Regions from separate parts of the Danio rerio genome. Here region 1 is linked to region 2. The links are chromatin contacts, called in public HiCAR-type maps. All regions are on one chromosome and are shown on one strand. The core of a region is the stretch at or near the end of the contact, and the rest is flanking DNA. Distances in the headings are between cores, read along the strand shown. Region 1 holds the start of cav1 (caveolin 1). Region 2 overlaps tes (testis derived transcript (3 LIM domains)).

Region 1 (2,700 bases), core at 23-2,522, 66 kb after region 2:
TTAGGTGTAATAAATGCCTCCTAAAAAGATGTATAGGTAAGTCAAGCAAATGATACGTAAGTAAGGCAAATATGAGAAAAACAAGAACCTGCAGCTTCAGTGTTGTTCAAAACATTCCAAACTGAAGTGCAAGTCTTGCCTCGAGGAACCTTTTAATATGCAAACAGACCTCAGTGTAGTTACCTTTTAGGTTTATACATCCGAAGTGCAAAAAGTTCAATAGTAAAACATATTTTAATGGATATTCTGAATTGGAAAATCTGACATTGAGTGTCAGTAGTGCTTCATACATTTAAAGGTTTAATTTTAATATGCACCACAATTTTTTGTAACAAAATTAAATAGACTGCTTTGTAAACTACATCTGTCCTTATGTACAGTAACTGCCCACTTGTTGAGGTAAATAACTATATGTTAATGTTTGTATTTCCTTTTGTTTTTAGTTTTTCAGTTATTATTTCAATTTTTGTGTTACATTGTCATGTTCTGTTGAACTTTTTCTTGTTCTGTAGGAACAATACAACATAGAAAACACAATCAACCTATACCTATGTTATGTGAATATGACAGTCAATAAGGGCAAATGAAGCTACCATCAGTCGACTTTTGGCACAGATCAAACTTCAATAGTAGGGTGACTATGTCTGACTAGGTTACTTTGGTTAAAAATAGTTTGATTTGCTTTATATATATATATATATATATATATATATATATATATATATATATATATATATATATATATATATATATATATATATATATATATATATATATATATATATATTGTCTCTAAACAACCTTCAAACATTGTAAAAATGCAGGGTTCCACACAATTCGTTCATGTTGTCCCAACACAAATTGATTAAATTAACTTAACACTTTTAACAGATTTATGTGGATTGAACAAAAAAAAAAAAACGTTGTCCCAATGAAATCTCAAGAATTGTGTTGTTTCCACTCATTTTAAATAAGTAGTTTAAACGAGCAAAAAAAAAAAATGAAGTGTAATGCTTAGGGTTGCTTTATTTTGATTAGCATTACTGTAACACAATTTTAAAACTGCTAATGAAAAAAAGAGTGCATGTTCCTGTTAGCATACATGGCAATCGTGCAGGAAAAGTTGGTCTAATGCCCAGATGTGCCTCCCATTTGGGAAAAAATCACGTCAAAATCCCCAACCACTAATGCTGCGTAGCTGTGTGATTGGCAGGCTAATGGAGGGTTCCTCATTCATTCAACACACAAACTCAGTGACTGGGAGAAACTCCCACTCTGTGCCGTGAGAGTCTTCAAGAGAGATAAACTAGCTTTCAGATAAAAGCTTGATGGGACTTTAGCATGCAGAAGAGAGGGCTGTTTTAAGGGAAAAAAAACTCCCCACAGAAAGCAATATCCCCACGCCTCCCACACTGCTTCCTCTGTACTGATTGTCTTGTTTCCTCACACTCATCTGATCGCACTTCAGGCACGGGACAGCATGACTAGCGGATACAAGGACGGGACACCTGAAGAGGTAAGAAGAACACCCCTATTTTACCTCAGAAATCTTTTACTTTTGATGACAATTAATTTTATACAGAGCAAAATTTAATTTAGTTACTTATTTGCAAACCTTTTGTATGGTTTATCAACAAACGGAGGCAGTGTTGACACTTGCTACATTATTGGCAGATTTGAAGTCTTATCTTTTCCTGGCACGTATTTGTACTGCAAGCCTCCCTTTCGCAACACTTTCACAAACACAGCTGAATAAAATAATACTAGGCTATGAAAATATGAACTGCTCATTAATCCAGGTGAAATAGAAGTACTTTATCAATACACATATTTATAAAGGGAAACTGCGTCTAAACAATTTTGTTACAGTAATATAATTTAAGCACGAACTAAAAACAAGATTTTTCAGCAGTGAGCGCATTTTCATATTTTCTGCTGCGGAATAAAAAGGGAGCACAACAGGCGCATAATGTAAAATGGCGCCTCCGTGTGGCGGGATGCGCCACTGTGTTCCAGAGGGGTGTGGTGCTTCATTTCTATCCGCTTAAAACCATCCCATGCCAGGGCTGTGCTGAGTTGCGCCCGAGTCTCCCACTCCACGCTCATGAACTTCATTTTCTGTTTTCTTTGGAACCGCAGGAATACGCTCACTCGCCGTTTATCAGGAAACAGGGGAACATTTACAAACCAAACAATAAAGAAATGGATAACGACAGCATCAACGAAAAGACACTTCAGGATGTCCACACCAAGGAGATTGACCTGGTCAACCGAGACCCAAAGCATTTAAATGACGATGTGGTGAAGGTAGGACAAACTTTGTCTGGTTCATGCAACTTTTTTAATTGTTGGGTATTCAATTTAAATTTAAAATATAAATAATGAGGACATTTGTTTAACTGCATGGAAACGTTAATAAGAATCTCACAGGTTATTGTTTAGTATATGTGATATTCATAACTGCATACTTGATATTAGCAAATATAATTTGTATGGACAGATAAAAGCAAATCCTTCATTGTTATATTTAATTTATAATTCAGAAAAGTCTTTAAAGTGCATTGCAGTTTATACACACTGCTAAGTAAGACCATTTTATCCCAATAGTTTCCCATTATAACACAATAGAAAGTTGGCTTCATAACAAAAGTGGTGAGTCAGTGGTCAGTTTGTCAAGGTGGCACTGGAAACGATTAATTT
Region 2 (2,700 bases), core at 25-2,524:
AGTCTACTTTTTTTGGGAAAGTCCACCTCAAGCCAGTATCTAATGCAGTCAATACTGCTAACTTTTTATCAAGTAATTAATGAATTAGTTTGACCAATATACATTTTCATGTTATTCCAAGTAATCATTCATGATCTATAGTGTTAGCATCTTTAATAATAATAATAATTTTGTATTAATAAAAGGAAGCAATAGTATTTATTTGGGCTACTGAAAAAAACAATATTACATTTTCCATTTTTAGGTCTAAAATTGCACTTTATAGTTGTTTTCGTGCCTGTCATTTTGTAATCCAATAAATGTTTTGCAGTAATATGGTTTTTTTTTAATTCTTTTTGTGTTTTCATATTAAGCATATTTTGACCCTGGAACACAAAACCAGTCATAAGTGTAGATTTTTTGTATGGTTTTGGTAGGATATGACCATTTTTGAACCTGAAATCTGAGGGTTCAAAAAATTAAATCTAAATATTAAACAAATTGAAATCTTAGCAATTCATATTACTAATCAGAAATTAAGTTTTGATATATTTACTGTTGGAGATTTACTAAATGACTTCAAAGAACAGATTTACTTGATATTTTTAATTATTTTTGGAATAAACAATTGAAAATAAACACAGTTGAATATGATTGAATATATGATTATATGAAAAAAAAAAAAATATATATATATATATATATATAGTCACTATATGATTATGATTGACAATTGAATATTGCTTATGGTATAAATTATTAATTTATTAAAATTTATTAATTTATTTAATTAAATTTTTTTTACCCATACAATATATTATTGGCTATTTCCACAAATAAACTCATGCAACTGAAGACTGCTTTTGTGGTTCAGGGTCAGAAATATACAAATATTCTTTGTGACGTACAGGTTGGGAATCTCAAGGGACAGGTGTTACGCTCATGTTAACGTCTTGACCATTTCACACCATTGAAAAATTCCAATCTAGGCCTCCACTATTAGGGAAAAGCTAATCCTCTCTGTGTTGTCTTACACTTAGCAGTGGAAACCTTGCACAATTCAAGGAAGCCCGGTTCCATTGTTTCTAATGGCTGCGAACTTAAGACTACACCGTCATTTCCTCCAATCGTAAGCGTCCGCAGTCGCACGAGGGGCTCGGCAGCTTCACCTCCCCTCACCTCGCGCCACACAAGGGTGGAGATTTCCAGCAGGGAATTCTTTCCTTCAATGTCAGGAATTTATTTACATGGTGCTTTCCCTGCCAAACACGAAGCGCTCTTGCTTAGACGCTTGCCTTCTTAGCGCTTGTTTTCCCCCTTTAGCGCTAACGGTGCAACTAGAAATGATCTGTTGATTTGTAGCTCCCCTCGGGTGATGAAACCCAGATGCACAAGCATTGCTGCTGCTGCTGCTTGGCGAAATAATAACACAAGTCCCACACATGAAGAGTCAAGACAGGCCAGGGCGAAGATCCAAATCCCCAGAGGAGTTTATTGGTGACAGTAAAAATGTGATGGGATCCATAACACTTGGTAGTCACTAAAACTGTTGTGCTTGAATGTTTATAATGACAGTATAGAGAAATATGACCCTGTTTCTGGCTTGGTGTCCAACGTGGTGTTTTTTAGTCTTTGAATAAGGCATTTGTTTTGCATGAACCCCCCCTTCCTCATGGTCATGGTTCGTGGTCATGTTTATCTGGCCTTTAGCTGAGAAAATGTTCCTAGATAAGCATGTGGAAACTCAACTGGTCCATTGTGTACTGATGTTATTGTAAAATAATATGGTGTAGGCACACTATAAAGGGGCATGCAGCCAATTGAATAAAAAATAAAATTGTCAGGTATGTAGTCATATTTGCTATAGATGGATGGATGGATGGATAGATAGATAGATGCATGGATGGATAAATGGATGGGCTGGTGGATGGACAGATAAGCTTGATTGAAAGTTGGAGTCATAGTCTGATAAACAGTAGTCAACATTGAAGTGGATCAAAGCTTTCATCAAAGTTGTCCTAAAATCAAAATCAACACCCTTTCTTGTCTTTGACAACTTTGATGAACTGTTTTGATCCATTTCAAATGTTGACTGCTGTACTTGAATCAGATACACAGTCAGATAGACAGTCAAATAGTTACAAAAACACTCGGATAGACTGCAATGAAGAGTTGGATAGATGCATATTTGATAGATAGATTGTTGCATAGTTTGATAGAGAGTCGAGTAGACAGAAGAATTGTTGGTAAGATAGTCGTATTGATGAATATAGGTGTCGGACGGGTGGATGAATGCATGAACTCAGCAAGCATTTTTTGTTTTTAAAAGATGTCTAATAGACGTCTAATGGACGTCTAAACCTATTTGTCTTGGCTAAAACAAGGCTAAATTTGGGCTGTCAGCGATAATCTAGGTCTAACAATAGGCCAAAACTAGACTAGTCATCAAATAAACAGAAATGAAAGATTACGCAAATAAAGTCTTATCTACATTTAGATGTATATTAGATGTCTATTAAACACAAAATTGTTTGCTGGGAAGAGTTTAATAGATAGGTTATCTGATAATTAGGTAGACAGTCTAGCCTAAATCAAGGATAGTCAGATCTATAATATGATAATTGGATGGGTAGGTAAATGGAAAGACTTACATTTGGCTAGATGAACTGGTAGGTAAATTGACAAATAGTATATCTGATATGTAAATAATTAAGATATAAA

Evidence for each region. HiCAR-type assays count read pairs that join an accessible place to other places.
Region 1: a contact with region 2 is called in a HiCAR-type map of caudal fin, with 5 times the contacts expected there. The contact joins the promoter of cav1 here to the enhancer-like site in region 2. A contact is called at or near these places in 9 of 18 Hi-C or Micro-C datasets (caudal fin, embryo, fibroblasts and 2 more) and 1 of 4 datasets of contacts at active chromatin or transcription factors (caudal fin).

The regions. Positions count from the first base shown.
Region 1 is chr25:19,558,956-19,561,655 of GRCz12tu, forward strand. It overlaps cav1 (caveolin 1), which reads left to right and starts at 1,273. Exons shown (of 3, transcript NM_212651.1): 1 at 1,273-1,516; 2 at 2,140-2,307. The coding sequence starts at 1,481.
Region 2 is chr25:19,492,862-19,495,561 of GRCz12tu, forward strand. It overlaps tes (testis derived transcript (3 LIM domains)), which reads left to right. Exons shown (of 7, transcript NM_205720.2): 7 at 1-313. Among named protein-coding and RNA genes, the nearest start is that of tes, 24 kb to the left of the region's middle. Within about 2 kb of position 1,275, at least 17 of the 62 cell types and tissues checked have an H3K27ac peak or open chromatin away from gene starts, as enhancers often do. A contact at or near this core is called in caudal fin, where this site is marked.